Regions from separate parts of the Anser cygnoides genome. Here region 1 is linked to region 2. A link is a contact called in public Hi-C data. All regions are on one chromosome and are shown on one strand. Each heading gives the region's core, a stretch centred on a gene start, on an enhancer-like site or on the middle of the called end of the contact. The rest is flanking DNA. Distances are from core to core; before and after follow the strand shown.

Region 1 (3,822 bases), core at 815-3,314, 98 kb after region 2:
TAAGGTGTGGCAGAAAGTACTGCTATCCACAGCAAAAGGCACAGACAGCATCCCACCCAACACTCATGTGGGGTTGATCCTTCAAGGAGCCCTGTAATCACACTTCAGTGAGAGCTAACAGAGGTCACTCGCAGCCAGGAAGCCCAACAGAGATTTCCTTTATCCCGTATCTGCGTTTTAAGTGATCAACACTCTGCAACAACACACAGACTCTGAAAGGCTCAGTCTTCACTCTAACATTTTAGGAAGGCCTCGGCACTTTGTAGGATTAGACACATACTTGGCAGCAAATACCAAAACAACGAGTAAGCGTTGCCAAAGTCAAGCTGGTAACACATCTTGCATGATCACGGCTCTGTGTCTGCGCTAACACATTCACCCATGCACTCCTATCTAGCAGATTAGCTTACAGCTTCCAGTTAACAACATTCACATTTTGAATATGCTATGCATGGTTTTAATTCCAGTTTCTGCAGGTATAAGAGGAAGACCAGTATATAGTTATTTAGCTTTTTCTCCTAAAGATTGCTCTTTTTCGACACCCCGGCCAAAAAGGCAGCGGTTCCTCACAGAAGGCTTCCTGTTGGGGAGGCTGGCTGCCTACCTCTGACTTCTTCCCCAATTCCCGTGCTGCAACCTCTGGCTGCTATTCCCAGCCTTGGTGCTCGCCAGCCTCCCCTAGGCATAAACATTTCCCATAACTGGGTTCCTTGTTTGAAGGACTGGAGCCCAGACGGTGGAAGGCTCAGCCCACGAAGACTGTCTTCACGGAGGGAAATTAAAAAACGCTGCTTCTTATTTGCCCATTTCCCCCTCTCCTGCTGCTGTCTCCGGCAGAGCACAGCAAGCTGCACTACAAAGCTGGTTTCAGTCGTGTGACTGTAAGACATACAATGGAAGAAAACCCGTGCAGCCTGGTGGCAACACGTCCCTTTGAATCCTCAGGGTGAGTTAGGATAACCTAGCTTGGTTCCCGACTGCCTCCATTTCCATCATTCAGCTGGAAAGTGTTATTATCTCTCTGGTTAAGGGTGACACCTATGGCAAGCACCGTTGATTCAAGCTGAATAGAAAGCAGTTAAATTAAATAGTCTTTTGGTTAGTAGCAGCCGAAACAAGAGGAGAGAACAGAACGGCTGTGTGGGCACCGCGGCAAAACCACAATTTTGACTTGTATGCGACAGCTTGAAAGAAGCTGTGCCACCACGGCAGTCCGACAGCACTACTGCCCCCATTTAAACAACAGAAGGACTTAAAGCTTCTGTAACGCCGAGTGACAACGGCACCGCCGGCTCCGCCACACGCCCCCTGCCGCTCCCCGCAGCCCGGTGTCACCGCGGTGCCCCCTGCCGCCCGCAGCCCCGCACGGCAGCCTGCAGCCGGCTTCGTGCCCGGAAGGTTTGCCTCTGCTCTTGCTGAGATCGTTTTTTAAACTAATGTTAATTTTTTTTTTTCCTTTCAATTCTAAGCCGTTGGGATTCCTGATTGTTGGAAAGCGTTTTTTAAATTTTTTGGTAGAAAGAGTGCGCTTGTTTTCATCTTCCTCTCGTCGACAGCACTGCCCCTCCTTCCTGAATTTACCCGCAGTCCCGTTCATGAAAACTTATAAATGTGACAATAAATAATAACACCGCTCCTGTCCCCCAGCGTCAACGTCCTGCGTGCAAGGGCTGAGGCCGCACGAGGTAAAACTGCCGCAGAGTGCCAGTAACGAGTAGGAGAGCTCAGAGGGGGGCCATGGCATGGCATCATGCTTGCTTTTCACCCACACCCGGGCGTTTCAGGGGTGTCATTTAGCACCTCTGCCAGCCTGATTTTATATTTTCTTTTTAACTTATCCCCCGCGAGGAATTTGAGCGCAAGTCAAACTTGGGTCACAAGAATTTGAGTCACGTTCATTAACAACAACAACAAATAAATAAATAAATAAAAGCCCTTAGCCAACACCGTCGGTGGATCTGTTCTCATTTATTTAAAGCCGCACAGTTTTTATTTAAAGCCCCACCTCCCTCCCCCCTCAGCCCTCCCCTCACAGCGCCACGGGCGCCGTTGGCGCCTCCCGCGCCCCGTTGGCTGAGGTGCCCGGGCGGCGGCGGCGCATGCGCGGGGTGGCAGCGGGCGGGCGGCGGCGGGAGCCGCGCGGGCTCCTCCATCGCCACCCTCCCCATCCGCTCCCCGGGCGACCGTTAACGGCCGCCAGCCCAAAATGGCGGGCAAGGAAGGTAGGGGCCGGGCGGGCGGGGGGCACGGGCGGCATCCCTGAGGAGATTGGGGAGGGGGGGGCGGAAGGCTGCCGGCCCCCGGCTCAGCCCCTGCCTCCTCTCCCCCCGCTCGTAGCGCTGGAGGACACGGTGGAGGAGCGCGTCATCAGCGAGGAGTACAAGATCTGGAAGAAGAACACGCCGTTCCTGTACGACCTGGTGATGACACACGCGCTCGAGTGGCCCAGCCTCACCGTGCAGTGGCTGCCTGACGTGACCAGGTGAGGGGACGGGGCGCTGAGACCCCCCGCAAGGCGCCCGGCCCTGGGGTTGTTTGTTGGCCCTGCGGCTTCTGGCGCCGTTAGCCGTGCCTGCCCGAGGGTAAAACCGCGGGAGGTTTGGTAAAAAAACAACCATCGCTTGCTTTGGACTCCTCCTTGGGAGCCTGTCGTAGTTTATTGTGTTTACAGGGGTCAAGACCCTTTGGGTATGCGGAAGCTTTGAGGAAGAAACTCATAATTTGATACTCTAGGGAATGCTGTCTTAGCAAAACTAAAGACCTCTAGAGATGTGAGGGGATAAATCTTTACCACTTTATGGATAGGAGACAACAGTCTTCTATAGCGAATTCTCCTCAGAAAATGAAGAAACAAACTCAACTTCTTGAAGATTGTTTTTCTTAATTTGCACCACAAATTATTCTGTAGAAGCCGTATCATCTGTCTCTGTTTTCTTGTTTGTTTTGTTGTTGTTGTTCCCAGTTTGAGCTTATTTAAGGGGTTATTGTTCTAGTAAGGCTGATGTTTGTGCCTGGCTTGCTGTTACTTCTGGTATTTTAATTTTCCCATTTTTCCACCTCCCTCTGAAAGTTGTATGCTCGCCAGTTAATTTCTTAAAGAGTTTTGGAGATGAACATAGATTCTGTTCGTGCATCAGCTAGTACAGAGTTTCAGTTGTCAAAGTACCCACTCAGGACTCCAGCTGCTGTAAACTGGATACAGCCAAGTTTTCAGTTATCTTACATGTAAAGTTCGTGGGATAGTTGGAGAATGGTCACTTCCCGCTCTAAAATTCCACTTTACATAAATGTTTTACTTAGTGGCTAGATAACCAGTTTTGCATACCAGAATGTTTGGGGGAAGATGTTAAGAGATGCGAGCTAACTAGTCATGGCGTGGAGAAAATGGAGTGGGGATTTGAGGGTGTGGAGCCCTTATGAGGAACACTTCTGCTTGCCTCGTGTTTTGCAGATTGACTTAATGTTCAGTTTAAAACCTGGTATTTCCAATTATCCAGTGTCAAAATATGTAAGCCATTTAAGGCAAGGACTGTCTCTTTGTATGGCACCTGACATGATGGGACACCTGTTCCTGATGCAAGTAAGTGTGCGTGCATTCTGTGTGCATTTCTTCTTTGCTGTCAAAATGTATGTGTTGCATTACACCGCCTTGGAAGCGGTGTAACAATACCTACGGTGGTTTATGATTGCTTAAATGACTCCTGCTTGCTTGGATTTAGACAGCCTAATTGTTTTTTTTTTTGCTTTCAAGATTGCAGAAGCTGCTTGTTCTTGACTGTTCAAATCTTTCCTTTCAGAAACAAATGACACTGCTCCTCCAGC
Region 2 (4,158 bases), core at 1,182-3,681:
TGATATAGCACATGCAGTAAATGAAGCAAAACACAAACAAAACAGGGATCTGCCACAGTCATTGGCCGAATTTACCTAAGAAAAGAGATTTTTCTTTTTCTGCCCTTTAAAAATGAAATACACCCAAAAATGCTCCAAACCACTGATGACTTTACAATTTAAGACATCGTACCCATAGATCAACATGACCAATGAGGAACTGAAAGCAGAACTTAATACTACTGAGCACTCTTGCCAGAGCAGATTATTCACCAAACTCACAGAATTGTGATTATTTCTGAACAAGAATTAATAGGACAAAAAACAGTGTGCCAGAATGGAATTATTCTAATCACATAGGATGTACCCTGAAAGCTGTTAAAATGGCTAATTGTACTGTCTGTTTTTCTGTACTGACACTAGGCAACACAGTGGTACTAGAGGTGCTAGAAGGGATGGCCGCTCCAGCTGCTAATTTTTGTGGCTCAGCTTTAACAATGAGACTATTTTTTAAAACCTAGGAAGGAAGGAAAGCAGATAGAAAACATAAAGCAAAAAATCAGTCAAGAGTACATTAGGAAAGAAGGTGATTAACTAGCCTGCAGATAGACACTCATCAGGTTCGATATTTATGCCAGGGTATATTATCGCAATCACCAAGAAACCTAAATAGTACATTGCCATCACATGATCTATATAATTGTATCTTCTGATTGCAGATGGAAACTATTCTAAATTCATGCTTTATACTGTCAGCAGAAACAAGAATACAGCTCGTTATTATACAAGTGTCAGCAATTTACTTGACACGAGCGTGCACACTCACTTGCTTTTCCAGGGCTCTTTGGTTTAAGGTGACAGCTCTCCATTTCTCTGCTCTCTTGCAAACTCTCTTTTTAGAAATTGCACCTCATTAGAGCATTTGGCTATTAAACAATGACCACCCCACAAGGAAGAACTGTCTTTAGGTGACAAAGGTATCTGAATACACGAAATGATGAGACTGGAACTTCTAATGAAAAGCAAGTCCAATAGGGAAAGAATGAAAAAAAAAAAGGGAGGTGGTGAAAACAAGAGAAGTAGAAGAAAATAAAGCAGATGTAGAAAGTCTTATTATCAATAGGATGTTACAGAATAACGAACATTCGGGGCTTCGTGATGGAAAAGAGCATGCTCACGTTTCTTCGTAGAATAAAGACCTGAAAATAGCACTTCCAATGCAGACATTTTTAATGAAACAAAAGCAAGGTAAATGCACCATGGTAGCTGGGGGTGCAGGGATGGCTTGATTTAATTCCTCCTCTTTCTGACGATGCAGACTTTGGACTGGAACCCTTATTAGTGGAAGGCTACAAATTGTTTAAGAAATTCTTCCTTAAATCCTCTAAGGCTACAAATTTCTCCTTATTCTTCCACAATGAGTATTTACATTTTTGATACAAAATATAAGAGCTCCATTAGAAGAGACTGAAAGAAGGCCACCCCAAACATTTAGCATTTCCACCAGGGCACATTCAAGAGACAGAAAATTGTAGGCCAACACCCTGCAGGCAAAGAAGGAAGCTGAACCTCTGGGAGACCTTTCACATTTCTGCAATTTGGTAGCACACAGTATTTCAGGTTTTGTCAACCTAGAGCCAATTCTCATTCCAGCTATGAATATCTGTAATTTTGAACTGAGTATGATGAATAGTTTTAGGGTAATGAAAGTACTTTTTCTTTTTTCCTGGTTCCCAAATGAGCAATTGCCTATCCCCTATTACTTGTCCCATTTCCAGTGATGAAGTACTACAAAATGGATCGATGAATTATCCTTTTTCTGTCACTCATATTTTATAACACTTTCACTTTGCTAAGTTGCCCAGAAGAATTTACTTTACATCAAAAGCAATGGTGACTTTCAAGAAGATCCATTTCAAAGCAAGATGTTACTTTTCATTCACAGAATGATTTCTTAGAAAATTTACATTCTCCTTTCATTCGTGTTCCAAGAGAAACTTAAATCCAAGTTTATTTCTTTCCAGTTATGCTTTTTATCTGGATTCTGAGAAGATTTGCTGCCTTAGGAAATGTGTACTTGGCTCCATTTGTTTTCTTTTTGATGTTGGTGGAATCAAAATTGGGGGCAATAGATCCCTGCACAGGAACCACAGTCAAAGATTGAGAATTGCTTCTCTGTGTAAGGAAAAAACAAAATTTGTTTATTCCTAGTGAGTTTCAGGGTTCAGCACATATAACAGGACTCTTGAATTCTGCCTGGTGTTTGACACAAAAGAATGTCTTATAAAGCAAGAGGTGAAACTCTTTCCTTTCAACTCCAACAACCACATAAGAGAACCCAGTTAAAACATTCCTTGACACAGTCAGACCTTGGCGTTCCTCTGAAGCATAAACATGACCATGTTTAACCTAGTCCTTGAATCAGATGATTGGTGTGCGCTGCACAAACCTCTGGCCTGGTTCAAGGACACTGGCAGAGCACAACAACGCTGGGTGCCTGCTATCCTGAACAAACAGCTCCTCTTTCCACCACTCGCTGTGCAACACAAAAGCAATGCTCCAACACTAAAGCACTGGAGAATGGTTTTCCTTCATTTCCCTCCAGCTAGTATTCTATATCTTTCTCTCCCCTCAACATGTACCCATGTCAAAAGAAATTTCCCTTTCTTTTTAGTCAAAGAATGGTTTCTGATTGCCCCCATGCATATGGAAGACTTTAACATCAAAAACGTTTGCGCACGACAAATTACACTTTCTCCCAGTTCAAACATTCAGGGTTTTCTTTCTGCTTCTGAACTACAAAAAATTAAATAGTAATAAAAATCAAATGTATTGTAGTTACTGATGAGAACTGTTTAAACAGCAAGACTAGTTATAAACAGTCAGTGATGACAGACTACCATATGTTAGGCTTCCTGTTATCGTGCCAGAAAACATTATAATCACCTTAATTATGGCAACAGAGTGATTTTTCTCCTCACTGGTGATATAATGCAATAAAGTGCAACTTCTTCTGTTCTACAGTATATTACTGTCTATAGCACAGACAAGCATATGCACATATTGTCAAGCATTCGTGCAAACAGATCAATTTGCCAAACATGCAATTAACCTAAATGGTCTCAAAAGAAGGAAAGAAAGCAAACTTTACCTTGTGTGTTTTGTTGAAATATTTTGTTCAGATCCAAAGAGGAAGCTCTGGAATGTGATTTCTGTGGCCTTGGAGGTGGAGTAGGGGGCTCTTCTCCCTTTTTCATGGCATCTTCTATTGATGTGCTAGAATAAGACCTAAGGAAGAAAAGATATAAAAGCAGAAAACACTTAATTTCAGAAATTCATCTTAAACAACTACAGTGAATAGTATCTAAAAATACACTGACCAGAACTCAAGTTCATGGTGGAAATCCCTCACCCTACTGACTAAAAGTTCCCCTTATAACACGGCAGATTTATTTGGCAACAGAGGGAACTAAGCATATGGGGAAATAAACGGGTCACACTTACAAGGCTAATGTTTTTTAAGGCCTTTTATACCACAGTTTCAGGCTCTTCTCGTGTAACTTTATCTGCCACTAGGATAATTGCAGCAACTATTCTGAATAAACGTGGGTAAAAAATAATTCTCTTTACAGCTTATGTTGCTTGCCTTTCACAACCGTGAGGGTAGTGTATATAGAGGTACAGCTTCAACTTGCCTCTTGCAAGTACACATTTTGTAAACTGTAATATTCTAACTACCAGAGTAAATTTTTCAGAGCAAACTGTCACCAAATTCCAAAAAAAAAAATCCAGAAAAACGGAGTGAATCCAAAGCAGCCCATACTGCTCAAGTACATATGTCAGTACACCTTTCTAGGCTGCTCCAGGTAAGTCCATATCATGCTAATCCCAGTGCAGCGCATTTGCTAAGAATTCTGATTTTGCTGAATAATGTCCAATATTTTTCAGCTGTTGCAGTTACCAGCTTTTTCTGCAAGACCGAGAGTTTTGTTCAAAATGAGCATTGACAACGTGAGATGTTATACTTACTGTAATACATTATGCATGGCAGGCAAGACCAAAAACACATTCGAGGAGAACAGAAATAACTCCCACTAATGGGAAACGGATCTTTTCTTGCCAAGCAGGCTGTTGTTAGAACACAGCTATTTAGCGGGACAGACATTTGGCAATGCTGAT

Evidence for each region. Hi-C and Micro-C count contacts between places; a contact is called where the count stands out from the background.
Region 1: a contact with region 2 is called in a Hi-C map of fetal liver, with 2.1 times the contacts expected there. The contact joins the promoter of RBBP7 here to the enhancer-like site in region 2. A contact is called at or near these places in 5 of 7 Hi-C or Micro-C datasets (fetal liver, granulosa cells and liver).

The regions. Positions count from the first base shown.
Region 1 is chr1:130,073,331-130,077,152 of Taihu_goose_T2T_genome, forward strand. It overlaps RBBP7 (RB binding protein 7, chromatin remodeling factor), which reads left to right and starts at 2,065. Exons shown (of 12, transcript XM_048066702.2): 1 at 2,065-2,222; 2 at 2,338-2,482. The coding sequence starts at 2,207.
Region 2 is chr1:129,975,125-129,979,282 of Taihu_goose_T2T_genome, forward strand. REPS2 (RALBP1 associated Eps domain containing 2) reads right to left here. Exons shown (of 17, transcript XM_066981470.1): 13 at 3,131-3,267. Among named protein-coding and RNA genes, the nearest start is that of REPS2, 62 kb to the right of the region's middle. Within about 2 kb of position 2,432, at least 1 of the 3 cell types and tissues checked has open chromatin away from gene starts, as enhancers often do. A contact at or near this core is called in fetal liver, where this site is marked.